Linked DNA regions of Sus scrofa: regions 1 and 3 are each linked to region 2. A link is a contact called in public HiChIP or PLAC-seq data. All regions are on one chromosome and are shown on one strand. Each heading gives the region's core, a stretch centred on a gene start, on an enhancer-like site or on the middle of the called end of the contact. The rest is flanking DNA. Distances are from core to core; before and after follow the strand shown. Region 1 overlaps CASZ1 (zinc finger protein castor homolog 1). Region 2 overlaps PEX14 (peroxisomal membrane protein PEX14). Region 3 holds the start of CASZ1 (zinc finger protein castor homolog 1).

Evidence for each region. HiChIP or PLAC-seq counts read pairs in DNA pulled down with a chosen protein or histone mark.
Region 1: an H3K27ac HiChIP or PLAC-seq map of skeletal muscle shows a contact between it and region 2. The contact joins two enhancer-like sites. A contact is called at or near these places in 6 of 47 Hi-C or Micro-C datasets (alveolar macrophages, embryonic fibroblasts, liver and 2 more) and 1 of 2 datasets of contacts at active chromatin or transcription factors (skeletal muscle).
Region 3: a contact with region 2 is called in an H3K27ac HiChIP or PLAC-seq map of skeletal muscle. The contact joins the promoter of CASZ1 here to the enhancer-like site in region 2. A contact is called at or near these places in 12 of 47 Hi-C or Micro-C datasets (alveolar macrophages, brain, epiblast stem cells and 8 more) and 1 of 2 datasets of contacts at active chromatin or transcription factors (skeletal muscle).

What each region holds. Positions count from the first base shown.
Region 1 is chr6:70,922,080-70,927,023 of Sscrofa11.1, reverse strand. All of the region lies in intron 4 of CASZ1 (zinc finger protein castor homolog 1), which reads left to right. Among named protein-coding and RNA genes, the nearest start is that of CASZ1, 100 kb to the left of the region's middle. Within about 2 kb of position 2,728, at least 18 of the 83 cell types and tissues checked have an H3K27ac peak or open chromatin away from gene starts, as enhancers often do. A contact at or near this core is called in skeletal muscle, where this site is marked.
Region 2 is chr6:70,781,096-70,785,527 of Sscrofa11.1, reverse strand. The region is part of intron 2 of PEX14 (peroxisomal membrane protein PEX14); the gene reads right to left. Among named protein-coding and RNA genes, the nearest start is that of PEX14, 45 kb to the right of the region's middle. Within about 2 kb of position 2,382, at least 22 of the 83 cell types and tissues checked have an H3K27ac peak or open chromatin away from gene starts, as enhancers often do. A contact at or near this core is called in skeletal muscle, where this site is marked.
Region 3 is chr6:71,027,942-71,032,639 of Sscrofa11.1, reverse strand. It overlaps CASZ1 (zinc finger protein castor homolog 1), which reads left to right and starts at 3,145. Exons shown (of 21, transcript XM_021095326.1): 1 at 3,145-3,482. The coding sequence starts at 3,150.

The DNA of each region.
Region 1 (4,944 bases), core at 1,479-3,978, 140 kb before region 2:
TTAGGGATGACATGAAGGGGGTGAGGAGGCATAAGGAGGAAGCTAGGTGGTGAATGAATGGTTGGCGGGAGGCCCCACGGTAGCTCCTAACCATGACTGTGGTTTGGGGCTGGGAGGGTCTTGGTGTGAAGTCAGACTTGGCACCCGCGGTCGGCTGCCCCGGAGGGGACAGGAGGGCAGTAGCCACCGGGTGGTCCGGGACACTCCTCTTCTTCTCCTTGCCCGTCTCCATGTCCTCAGACCTTACTGCAGCAGGTCCATCCTCTCTGAGTCTGTTCCCGGCCCCAGGACCCCTCTAGCTGGATGGCTGCAGTACAGGGACTGAGGCCAGAAAGAAGGCCTCAGCGGAAACGGGCCTAACTAGTATCCATGAGGACACAGGTTCGATCCCTGGCCTTGCTCAGTGGGTTAAGGATCTGATGTTGCCCTGAGCTGTGGCATAGGTCACAGATGGGCTCGGATCTGGTGTTGCCGTGGCTGTGGCGTAGGCCAGCAGCTGCAGCTCAGTTTCGACCCCTAGCCTGGGAGCTTCCATATGCCACAGGTGTGGCCCTAAAACTAAGAAAAAGAAAAAGAAGGGGCAGCGTGTACTGAAGCCCACCCCACGTTGCCAGGGCCTCAGACCTCTGCATGATGTTTGGGCCGCTCCTGGGCCGGCTCAGGGGGTCTGTTCTGAGAGCGCCCCACAGGCCACCTCCCCGGGGCTCTTCTGGCCCCACAGTCTTGGCTGGCGTGGTGGCACCAGCCCGTGGCTGTTGAGACCCCTTCAAAAAGTGAAGAGGGCCCTGTCTTGTTGCTTGCTGGTCTGAGGCTTTGCGGAAGCAGGTTGGCCCAGGGGAGGAACAGACACATTATTTTTGGCTCCACAGACCAGGGATTCCCAGAGGAAACCGTGCTGAGTTGAGCTTTGGCCTACACTGGCCTCTTCTTATAGGGCTTTCTCCGAGAACGAAGGGGCCCGGAGGGGGATATGCTGCCTGAGACCAAGAGATGCAGTCGATGGGGCAGGGGACTCGAGCGCAGTGAGAAAGCAAGAGACATCCAGGAAGCCAGGAGGCAGAGAAGTCTAGAACTTTGTGTCACCGGGGAATGCATCTTTTCCCTGGCGGTGATCGTCCTTGTCCCTCTAGACCAGTGCTTTCCTCCTGGCCACCCTGTTAGCTCAGAGCTCAAGGCCCAAGGCCAGCTGGAAGGACTGCCTGGGAGAGAGGGGAGCCTTGGGGGGCAGGTCAAGGGAGATTGGCAGGGTTCCACACCGCCCAGCAGGGGGCGCCCCTCTGTATCTGCCCCAGTGCCAGAGGAAGGGACATTGGTCCCAGGTCTGGTCCAAGCCTTCTGGCCATGGGGAGGGGGAGGAGGAGCCTCCCCTCCCCGCCCCCAGAGGTTCCTTGGCTGAGTTTGTTTTGCCAGGGTGACCTGTTTAATCATCTCATTTTCTGGTGGCCGTTTATTCCTCGTTTCCACGGTTACGGCCCCATTAAGGGGAGAAGCAATAAGGCAGCGAGTCAAACAGGTAATAAAAACATTAAAGCCCATGTGCACAGAGGGAGGGCGGGCGGGTGGGAAGGGGCTCAGCGAGGTGAGACGGGCCAGGGAGAATCGGAGGTAAGAGGCCGCCCGGCCTCCTCCTCCAGAGGCCCCCGGGGAGCTCCCCATCCCCCGGCCTCTGGGCTGCGCCCTTTGGGGGCCAGGACCCGGCCCTGGCTTAGAACCATCCCCAGCCCTTGGTCCCCTGGCAACAGGCTGTATGTTGGGAGGTGAAACAGGAAGGAGAAAAGTGAGAGTGAGCGCGGCCGCCGCCTCCCCCAGGACTCTTGGCGTGGGACCTGCTCGCGGGCCTCACCTCACCCGTGCTTGGCGGGGGCGGGGGATGGTTTCTGACATTGTTTCCAGCCCTCGAACTTTTTTTTCTGCCAACTTTATCAGAAAGCATATTTGTGGTGAGTGCTGCTAACAGGGCCAGTCTGGTGAGTAAATATTCCTGGTGTGGACAGCCCTGCGACCTTGAGAGGCGAGAGCGTGACAGGGGAGCCAAGGGCGCCGAGGCCGAGGACGCCGGGTGGCCCCGTGCTGGGTAGGGGGCCACAGGGCTTGGGTTGGTCCCCGGCAGCATGGTCCCTCTCGAGCCCGAGTGGCGCTTGGCTAGGGCTGAGCCGGGTGACCGTCCCGTCGGGGCTGGGCCTGGAGCCCTTGGTGTTGCTCCCACGGAGGACCTGCTGGCAGAACCTGCCCCCCCCCTCTCGGAACCAGAGGCTGAGAGCCAAGGCAGCCTCTGGCCCAGCCCCTCGGAGCCCGGAGCCACGTGCCCTCCCCGGGGGAGCCTCCCCAGCAGCCCCGCCCTTGAGGTTGACAAGGGAGCAGACTGGGTCAGTGGGGCTGACCTGAGCGGGGAGGGAGGGGCTGGCCAGGAAAAGCTGGGTCGGGGAAGAGCCATGGCGCCCGTGGGTGCTCGCATCCCCTCCCCCGCCTGGAGCCGCCCGTCGGTGGCTCCGAGATCCACTCGGGGCCCCCCTGGCCAGGGAGGACCTCTTGCTATTTCTCCCTGATGACTCTCATCTTTTGTAAACTCACAGAGGTCTGTGTTTCCAGTTATTAATTTCAAAGTTGATTTCTGACTGGAGAGGAAGCAAGGCAGATCTGGGGACGGGGGAGACCCCTCCGGCTGGGAGCTCTGTCTTGGGAACGGGCCTAGATGAGTTAATATTCCGATCAAACAATTAAAAATAGAAAATGCTCCCGCGGCACCAGCTGCTGAGGCTTTTCAACAACTGTCACCAGTAGGTTCACGGGGCAGGTGGTGCTGGGGAGGCGTATTTCCACAAGCAGCAAATATCAGAGATAACGGTGTGCCCCCCACTTCCCTCCCAGGACCCAGGACCTTTGTTTGGGGGCCCCCAGGTCTCTCCAAACTCCCCTCCGGGGCTGGGAGCCGGGGGTCTGTGCAGCTTCAGGGCTGCCCTTCTCCCCCGCAGGGCCCGGCCACAGCGGTGAAGTCATTGCCAGATGCCTGGGTAATTGCTTTAAGAATCGAACTTAAAATAAGATGAAAACTTATATTCCTGGGGAAGGAGTAATTTCCCATCGAATAGTAAATTAATGAAAGGATTATACCAGGGGCCTGGCCCGGAGGCCATGCTCATCTGCTAAGTACAAGTGGTTTGGACAAGACAGTTCAAGGCCAGGGGGCACCCCGAACCTCAGGCCAGGCCCTGCTTCCTGGCTCCACCGGGGCTCCACCGTGGCCTGCTGAGTTGGGGGCACGCGTTCCGTGTGTGTGCTCAGGGTTCCTCTGTGACGGGGCCCAGTTTGTCATTTTTATTTATTTATTTATTTTTGTCTTTTTGCCTTTTCTAGGGCCATTCCCACAGCATATGGAGGTTCCTAGGCTAGGGGTCTAATTGGAGCCGTAGCCACCGGCCTATGCCACAGCCACAGCAATGCGGGATCGGAGCCGCATCTGCAACCCACACCACAGCTCACGGCAACGCCAAATCCTCAACCCACTGAGCAAGGCCAGGGATCGAACCCACAACCTCATGGTTCCTAGTCAGATTCGTTAACCACTGCGCCACGACGGGGACTCCCAGGGCCCAGCTTTTCAAATCCCCGAGGTGGAGATGTGACCTTGCAGGGCACAAGAAGCCCCGTGTCATCAGTTCACTCAGGAAGATGGAGCTTCTCTTGTCACCCGAGAGGGAGGGGTTTCGGGAGCGGTTTCCAGCTGTCACACCATGTAGTCAGCCACGTTGGGACCACCAGCCTGGTTTGCCCAGGATCAAAAAGACCCATGCCCCGTGAAGCCCCTCAGCGCTGGGAGCAAGAGGATGGGCTGATGGATTCAGCCCCTCCCTCGGGGTCCTGGACAGCCCAAGCCCCTGAACTAGAATAGTCTCCGTCCAAAGGGGTTACTGGTTCTACTGGAAACCCACCTGTCTCCATCTGCTGCGTCCAGCCAGGGGTGCGTGGGTCCAAGCGGGTCTGTACACATGCCTCCCCAGGCGGGACAGGGCACTGCCTGAGTCTCTGCCGGGCACAGGAAAGGTCCTGCAGCTGCAGCGCCCCTGCTCCCCCCCAACACTGAGTCCTCTCCCCCTTGTAGAGAACAGGGTGCAACGTGCAGAATCATGACGACCAAACCCTGTGAGTGTAGTCCGTGCCTTTTCCGGGAGATTCTGGACACACACCCTGCTCTCATCTCTCCTTGTCACTTCCCTCCTGAAGACACAGGAGGCTGTCTTTTCTCACAAGTGGGGAAACAGGAGACCCAGAGACATTATTGACCTGTTTCCAAACGCAGGGAGATAGACCCAGAGTGGGGGCTTCCTTCTCACAGGGAAGAGGGCATCCCTGGGGACCTTTCCAATGGCAGCATGGAGTGGAGGACACGCTGGGTTCCGGATATGGACGGCGCTGCCTGGCCCACATCCCCAGCATCCCTGGGCCCCACCTGTACCCCACCTGTAACACGGGGACCCATCCCCAGGCCTCCCCTGCAAGATCCAGTGCAATTGTTGATGCAGATGCATTTTGAGCCTTTCGGAGGAAGCGTCCTCTAAAAGCATTCATTATTGCCCATCTCCTGAGCAAGGATGTTCCCCTCTGTTTGCAGGGACGGATCGAAGGGGAGTTGAAACACCTTCTGACTTGTTTCTGTTGAAATGGGGATGAACAGACGGGACGAGAGTTCTTTAGGAAGGAGGTCTCTGAACGGGCATCCTTCCAGGAGATAGGGGCGTGGATGTAGACTTGTCGCGTGTGCTTCTGTGTAAGCATGGATTTTGCTGGAGAGGAAGACGGGGACATGGGAGACCCTTGAAACTCAGCTCATCACTGGCCTTCATTGCTTCTAGAAGTAACAGGTCTCCCTTGGGAACTGGGCGGGAGCAACTTGCGGCTTGGCAGACAGCCACCCCTGCATGGGGTTTGAGCCCAGGGGCTGCGTTG
Region 2 (4,432 bases), core at 1,133-3,632:
AGGGTCTAGCAAGCAGGTGAGAGGGGCAAGTTAATATGCAGAGGAAGCCTCGGGGAGCCAACATTCAATACGATCCTCTGCAAGGACAAGGAGGCAAATAAGGCTCCCCAAAACCAGACTGGGGGGGGAGGGGCGCCACCACCGCTCCGAGCGAAACCACTGGAATGGCAAGAGGGGAATAACCTTGAGCTGGACGCGCTGCCCGGGAGGCGGCCGCAGCGCGGAGCCAAAGTGCCCCCTAGCCGGGGCCGGTGGCCGCGCAGGCCGCAGGCGGCCGCTCCGCTGACTCTCGAGCCCCCGTGAAGTGTTTTCACCCAGGGAAAATGAAATGTTTTGCAAGATGAAACCGAATGAAAATTGAGGTTTTGGGTAATTACTAGTTGGCATTTACATATCACGGGCTGGTTCAACACCTATTCATTTGCCTCTTTTATTTTCAATTTTTTAAAATTGCTCATTAAAAATGAACAGATGACAGTGACAGGGATACCCCCCCCAGAATTTCTCTGAGGGTTACAAAATCAAGAGGTACTCCTTGCCCGTTTATCTACCATTGACACACGTGTACGCGTACAAAGGTACGTTTCATTTACCTCAAGGGGGGAATAGACGGGAAAGTCAACAAAAGCCAGGAAGTTCAAAAATAAAGACAGTGACTTGTACTGGAGCCAGCCTCCTGCACCTGGGTGAGCAGTGAGCTAGCAAGCGCCCTGGGTCTCCAGGAGTTAAAGGAAAGAGCCTCTCTTTCAACTTGGAATTTCCTGGGTTTTGTCCTTGTGTCCTTCCCCTTGTTGATTTGGGTTACAACCCCACACTAATTACGCTGTGGGCCCGGCCCTAGTTTCCTTTGTTGTGCTCTCCTCCGTCCTTTTGTTTTTCACATCACAGAAACAACATATCTCTGGTGGAGTTGACATGACAGAATATAGTGTTTGTGAAGGTCTGTTGTGTCGATCTGGGTTTAGGGAATTCCCACGCAAGCATTATTGACCCCAGTCTCTCTTAAAACATATGGATGCATGCAGTCAAAGCCTTTACGAAAAGTGGTGACGTCACGGGCATAAAAAGTACCCTTCCAAGTGAAATATCTCTGCATTTAAAATTTTCTTCTTGGCCCCAGTTAAAAATATTGCATGAACTGCTTGTCAGAATGTCATTGGTTCGCTATTGTATTAAACTAGTTCTTCTAGAAATAAAAAGCATCTAAAGCCAACAAGCACTATTTAATGTCAAGTGACAGTGATCTTAGGGACATCAGGGTGCCTTGGGAGAGTACTCTGGGTGCCAACTGCAGCCCAAAGGGAGCTGCTGATGCAGAGGGCAGCCGGAACTCGGGCACAGAAAGCGCTGCAGTGCACACACACAGGATGCCGTGGAGGAAATAAAAACCCTTGTTTCTGGGTTGAGAAGATCAAAGCTCCTTTTTAGGAAAGGTTGCGAAGGAAAAGGCCTTTCTCCTCTAGGCAGACAGAAAAGCAAATTTAAATGCCTGTCCCCACCTGAATTTAGATAGCAGCCCCTCTAATTTTTGATGCAACCAACAAAGCAGTTACCCAAAGAGGAGAGGGAAAAAAAAGGATGACATTTGCCTTTTCCTTGGCTTTGAAATCCAACTGGCAGCAAATTGTTTGAAGTCCTGTTTAGAGAAGAAACCGTAATAGCCTCCATACTGAAAAGAGGAGGAAAATGCCATTATACACGGATCACGGTAGCAGTGACCTCAGCGGAGAAGGCAAGCGAGCTGGCTGCAAGTCGGGGGGCTGGCCGGCGTGCCAGGAACAGAAAGAGAAAGGTTTGCGTGTGCCAGCAACATGTGGCGAGAGTTGGGCGCTCGGTCCCAGGAGATCCCAAGAAAAGGCGAGGAGTTCCATTTCTTCACATGGTGTCTTCTGACTGCTCCTTCTCCCAGTTTCCCTTGCTTTTATATTTTCCATATTCTTCTAATTCCCGGGCACTGTTAAAGGGGAAGCAGAGAGCACCCAGGCTTCCGTGCTGTAAAATTAATGAAGGTGTCAGGCTGTTGAGTTGAATCACTCCAAAGGAATGTAATGACTCAGTGTCCAAGATGCTCCCCAGGAGAACTGTGAGCTCACTCAGTGACGGTGGCCGGTGACTCCGACACTAAAAATATGTAGCAGACGGTACCCGGGACCTTCCTAATGAGACCACTGCCTCCATCCCCGAGTCCCCTTCTCTCCACCACGGGCTGAATCTGATGCTTTCTGAAGGTTACTTCTCCCAAACTCTAGCACCTTCATATGCTCCGCAGGCGAAGCTTCAGTTCCCACTTCTTTTGAAGTCGGGCCAGATGGAGGTTGGGAAAGCTCGCCAGCCCTGCACTGTCGAGATGTGGGAGGGGGAGGGAGGGAAAGAAGAAGGGTTGTGCTGTGGACAGGGACACCCTCACGTCACCCTGAGGGTGAGAGGCTGGCCAGATGACCACAGATGGTGCAGGGCAGGGTCCCTTCATGGCGGCTGAGCACCTTCTGCTCTGACGGCAGCAAGATGGGCTCCTGGACTCCAAGGAATTCCATCTACCCTCACCCCATACATAGCAAAAAATTAAAACCCTAAGGAGCTGCTAAGCGGCACTCCTACCAGACATCCTACAGGAAAACTGGAGAAAGACTAAATGTTAAAAAATAGATTTGAATACCAAAAAAGAAGTCGTCACAACCCAGAAACAGTTCAAATCCAAAAGCGAGCAAGAAAAGAATTGGAAATGACACATGTGGGCAGCTTCTAAACCATCTTTAGATTCCCTGGAAAGCAGGATAAAAGCGAACAGTTAAAACAGGCTACGGAGAGAAGACCACCAAGTCCTGGTTCCTGCTATTATTTTAGATTCTTCTGTGGCCTAAGGAGGAAAATAGAAGAGTATGATTCATAATAGAGAAAACTGGCAGCCTCCAAAATCAACAAATTTACAGTAAGATGACTAGAAACTGTTTCTATTCAAAGGCTCAAATGAAATCAGCTCCTCTGAGGGGAAAGTGGCCCCCTTCCCCAAGCCCCCTGGCTTCTGGGGTGCAGAGGACAGGCCATCCACCAAGGCAGGAAGACCAGGGTGCCCAGCTCTGGAAGTAAATGAGGCGACAGACCTCAGGTGTACCTCCCAGCCATGTGAAATAAGCTGATGACCAGGTTCGGTTTTCTAAGAAAGGGGTATCTAACACAGGCCACGCCTCTCTAGACGATGTGGGGAGTAACTCATCCACACGAGCGTGGCACAGAGAAGCAAGACAAGCCTTGCCTCTGACTCCGATGATGCATGAGTCATCACTTTTTACACATCTTTCAGAGGCACCGAGATAAGGACTGTGGAACCGATTCGTCCACCCACTGTACAAGATCTGTATCCACAGACTGTCTTTAGCAGCAAGACGTAAATTCGGAAGAGATTCTAGATCAAGAGGTGTATCGGTCCAGACGCCTCCCAATTTTGAAATGTTTAGCTCGGCAAAGTCACCCACAGAACACAGAAAGAATTAACTGGTCATGGTCATGGGTTTGAACCATTCAGTGACCTTTCACGAAACACCATAAACATTCCTAGTATCAACAGCCACAGCCTCCCACAAACAAGCACACTCTTAACACGAGTGGTTTAACACAGGCCTATTAGACACCAGAGCCATCTTGGTCATGAGGCTCTCCCTCGAGGTCCTACCTCCGACGGGAAGGTGAAAAGGAAGCGCTTTCTGCCTGCAGCTGATGTTCTTACCAACCCTGGTCACCAAAACGGAGCATGTAATTCATTGACAATTAACACAAACTTTAAACAGCGCTCACCATTAAGCAATCAATCCCTCCCCACCTTCTTCTCAATCAATGGCAACTCATTTCTAATTCCTTCCAGTTCCGTCTGGGAAACAGACAGAGGTTCCCTTTTTGTTATCTGAATAATTGTGAGGCACCATTTTGCTCTGCAATCTTGATTTTCCACACCCTACTCATGAAATACCTAGGCCAGGGTGAAATATTGTGACATCACAAAAATCTCTACGTCTCCTCAGTTTGGCCAAAGCTTCCTGAGACACTGCTCGTTGTTTTCTGTTCATGGTCCTTTCTCTCCCTCTTCTTCCCTGGTTAAACGCATGGACACAGAGTTATTAACTTTTACAGGAAAACCAAATAAAATAATGTCGAAGCAAAAATGCGGTGATGTCAGGCTGCAGCTAGCACCATTCATCTGGGGGAATCTGATTAGCGCTCGAGTGGCAGAGCTACCTGGAAAAGTGCTCACAATCAAATAAAAAAATGATACCAAAACATTAACCTGATGGCTAAAAACTCCACATTTAAACAGTTAAAGTAATAAAGGAGCTTTTATTGAGTATTTTTTATATTTCATTATGCCCCAAATTGACGAGGACTCCCGGATACATTTTCTAGACTTTTGGTTCCTCAAATCAAATGCTCTCTTGGACTT
Region 3 (4,698 bases), core at 1,896-4,395, 250 kb before region 2:
GGCTCTGGAGTCTGACAGCCTGGCTCAGTCTTGGGAAAGTTGTTCTCTGTGCCTTGCTTTCCTCATCCATGTAATGGGTATATTCATCATAGTTACCACCTCGTACAGCTGTTGTGAGGCTCTAATAAGATACGACGTACAAGTGCTTAGTGTGGCACATCACAACCACTGGGTAAATAACAGCTATTGACGTACTCTTAGTCGTGGCTTTCCATCACTGCAGAGGCCCAGAAACCAAAAAACTGTGACCAGGAAGCTGAGCTGTGATTGCTTTTAAGGCTTTCCCAATTACACAAACTGAGGCCGACTTCAGTTTATTTGTTCAACAATCAATCATTGAGAGCCTCCTGGGTGCCAGGCACTGTGCTTGGCACCTCAGCCTCCATGACAAAGGCGCAGACCCTGCCATCAGGAAGCTCACGGTCTAGAGGGAGGGTCTCCCTGGAGACTTAGAAAGGAGAGAGGTTCTCCCTCCCGGAGCAGCTCCGCCAGTTGCGGGGTGGGGGGCAGGGGGCTGGCTAGATGACCTCCATGGGGTCCTTGGTTGACCTTCCATCCCCTCCTGCCTGTGCAGCCTCCTCTGTTGAGGCAAAGGTCCCCCACCAGAGCCACATCTACTTCCCTACTGTCGGAGGCCAGGGTGCACCCCAGCTCATACCAGCTCCTCCTCCTTCCCCAAACTTTGTCTTCGATGCTTTCTGGTCATTGTCCCACTGCATCTGTCCCTCCAGGGCAGGGACCATGGAGGCTTCTCTTGATTCAGTGCCTGACCCCCAGAAAGGGAGGGCCTGCTAGGTGCCAGACTGAGGTGCTGAGGTCACGAGGCGACACAGAACAGTCTTTGCCTCCAAGGAGCTCCTGTTCTAGTGAGGGCAGCTGGACAGCAAAAACGGACACACATGAATAAGCAAAGTCATTGTAGACACTCACATAAGGTAGAGCTAGAAAGGCTGGGGAGCTGCTCTGGGGAGAAGGCCTCCCTGAGGAGGTGATATGTGAGCAGAGGCCTGCATGATGCAAGGAAGCATCGAAAGAAGGGCCTTCTGGGCAGAGGGGACAAGTGCAAAGGCCCTGAGGTAGGGACAGGCTTGGTGACTGAAGAGGCTGGTGTGTCGGAGGCAGAGTGACCAAGGGGAGGGAGGAGGGAGGTGAGGCTCAATCTTGCTGACCATGGGAAAGAGTTTATAGCTTATTTTAGGGAAAGCTCAGGAAATGCTAAAATGAAGCAAACGAGGCAAAGAGCATCTGATTTCAGTCCCTGCAAAGGGAGCTGGGGGTGGGGAATAAGACACTGGAGGCTCTGGGGACCAGGGCTACCTATGGATCCTTTGCTTTGCTTAATTTTTTTTTTTTTTTTTTTCTGAGTTGGGGGTTGGTGGTTGGGAAAAGAAGAGGAGTCTTGCCTTTTCACCCCACCCCAAAGTCCTCCCCCCTCCTCCAGCTTGTCACTCTTTCCAGCTTCCCCCACCCCCGAAGTGGCTCCTTCAGAGGAGGTAGAAAGACTCCTTTGGGGAAATGGGACAATTGAGAAGCATCTGAGAAAAACAAAGTGGAGGGAAGAATTAATGTTTTAGTACATTTTGGTGGGTGAATTGTGGCCGTTGGGGTGTGCGGGTCGAGCCTTATAGCAGGAAGCGGGGGTAGGGGAGAGGCCAGCAAACTCCCCAGCCAGCTCCTTGGAGACAAGCCCTGTGAGTTCTTTTTCGTCTCCCCAGCCCTGGAGGAGGATGTGCTCTTCACTGGGGCTCCGCAAATGCCTGCTGAGTGCATGAATGAGTGAAGGACCATTGCTGGAGGAAAAAAAAAAAAAAGGCAGAAGAGGAGAAGGAATGGGGAGAGGACAGGAAGAACTGAGAAGCAGAGGGAGCACTGGATGTCCCAAGGAGCAATGACAATTACTGGCATTTATCGATCACTGTCTTGGCCCAGGCACTTTCCCTGCATTAACTCATTTTAGCCTCACAACACACCCAGGCAATAGTGCTATTATTATCCCCATTTACTGTTGAGGCAACTGAGGCACAGAGGTTATGTGGCTGGTGAGTGCTGGTGACCCCCCCCAAACCCAAGCTGTTAAGGATGTCTGTCTTTACATTGCCCCCCCACCCTACCCCACCCCCCCAACTACGACCCAGTGGAATGAGCCCAGAGTCAAAAGTTAGAAGGCCTACCCACCTCCCCGCTTCTAGGTCATCACCCTTCGCTCGTCCCGAGAGGTTTTGCAGAAACCTTGCTGATTAGATCTCCGAGTCTACCAGCCTGCAACAGTGTTTTCCAGCCTGTGGCATAGTTTCATGCCTTCTGTTGGACCCTTCTTAAAGCTGCTGGTCATACTTTGAATGTTTATTCACCTATTCAAGGAATCATTCAGTTATTTGTTTACTATGGTGGTCAATTTCTCCCATCTCACCGTGGGAGTGTTCCGGAGCCTTCCTTTCAAGTCTAATTCCATCCTGTTCTTATTCAGAAGGGAACACAGGTACCTTGACTCGCTCAGTCCTGGGATAGGGATCGCCTAGCTGCAAAAGGCAGGACAGGAGCTACTGCTGCTGGCTCAGCCTGGGGTGGCCACCTCAAGCCACCTGGGAAGGGGGCAAGGTGGGCAAAGGGGGCAAAGGGAGCACAGGGGGGGTTTCTCCAATGGGGTATGAAGGTTCTCTCTCAGAGAGGCCTTCACTCTCACCTGGGCATAGGAAAGAAGCTCTCCCCAGATACTCTTATCCTACTGTCTCGTTTTATTTCTTCATGATCCTTTTACTCCCTGAAATCATATTATTCACTTGTTTTAATGTTCATCACCTGCTCCGCTTCCCCCCCCCTCCGGCCCCAGGTTCATTCTTCAGAGCCTGTCTTGCTCACTTAAGGATTTATTTCTTGCACAATGGACTGAATGGAAACTCCCTTGCAAAGAATAAGTGCAGAGCGGCTATCAAACAGTGAGAACATCACGTTCTTTGGGGTTCAACACTCCAACTTGCAGAAAAGAGCTAATTCTTCCCTGGAAAAGTGGGAAGCAAACTGGCTCGCGGGGCTGAGAACAGGTGAACAGTAACCACTCCTGTCCCTCTTCTCTTGTCCCCCCCCCTCAGGTCCACTCAGTCAGGGGTAGAGAAAGCTTCACCGGCCGCAGAAAGGTGCCGCAAGCTCAGATGCTGCTCCGCAGGTCGCGTCTCACTCGCGCGCGCCAGTCAAGCTCAGCCCGGGCGGTGGGTGGGAAAGAAACCTGCAGGGGAAGGTCTGGGGGTGTGAGGGTGGAGCGGAGCCCGGCCCCGCGATCCGGCCCGGGTTTTACATGCCACCCACACGCCCGCTCGGCCGCGGAGAATTCCATAATCACAGCGGGCGAGAGCGGAGACTGGGAGCGAAAAATCCGGGATCAGGCAACTTTGGGCAGCGCATGCGCGCCCGCGGCGCTCCATCCCAAACACACACACATTTTTCCCCCGGACTTGGAAAGTCACCCAAAGCCGCCCCAAGTGCAGGTAAGAGACTCGGCGCTCCCTCCGCCGCGGCTCCCCCACGCCCCTCTGTTCTGCGGGCCTCCCGGGGTGCCTCCCCGCCTCGCCCCCTGCCCGGGTGCAGCCCCCCACCTCCCGGGCTGCCTCTTGCAGCCGGGAGCGGGCGAGCGAGCGAGCGAGCCAGCCAGCCAGCCAGCCAGCCTGCGCTCGGCGGCTGCCACCCAACTCCGGCCGTGCGGGAGGCAGGGGGCACGGAGGGTTGGCACCCGGGCGCGGGGCGGCGCGTCGCCTGCCGCGACCAGGGAATGCCCAGCGCGCGGCTCCGGGGGAGGGGAGGGCTGCTGCTCCTGGGGGTCACTGACTCCAACTGAGGGGGCGGCGGGGTAGGGAAGAAGAGGGGGAGGTGCCGGGCGCGAGTGCAGGACTTTGCAAACAGGGTGGGGGCGCCCCCCGCGCCGCGGGCTCCCGGGTGGTGGTGGGGGGGCAGGTGCTCTCCAATACCCAGTAATCACTCCTTCCCCCTACGCTCTCCCCCCCTCGCTGCTGCAGGGGTTTGTGCGCTCTCCGGGGCCGAGAAGGAGGCAGGGGTGAGGGGCGCCTGGGGTGACTTTGCAAGACTTTGCTCAAGGGAAGGGGTGGGTGGGGAACCCCTCCAGCCGACCCTTGTGCCCCAGTACCAGGGTGTAGGTGCCACCGGCAGAGGTAGGCAGTGTTCACTTAGGCGCGGGATGCCAAGGGGTGCCTCCTGGTGGGAAAACGGAGGCGAGAGGTTGCTTGGCTAGGGGGAGCGGCGCCCCCTTTTTCATCCGTGCCTGGGAAGTTTGTCTCAAGTGCGCTGCTCCGGGCGCGGCAAGTGGCGCTCCTCACTACCCCCCACCCCCACCCCAGCCTCCCCCGGGTGCAGGGCTGGCAGTGCTGGGCACAGGGAGCCGGTTCCGGGGCACCGGCTCAGGGCCGTGTGACTGTCGGCCGGAGCCGGCCTGGGTCCGGGGAAAAGTTCGGGGGAGTTGCGGCGGTTGTTGTGTGCGCTGGGAGAGAAGTTGCGCCCGGGGACGTGGGACGCCGGGCCGGCGGGCCGGGGGGCGGGTGGAGCAGTGCACTCGCAGCGGCTCGGCCACGGTGGGCGAGGGTCTGGCGGGGTCTGTGGCCCCAGGGTGGGCTGAGGGTAACCTCGGGGCTCAGCAGTTGGGGAAGAGGAACCCTGAATCCAGGGACGCACGACTGAAATAGGCACCAGGCG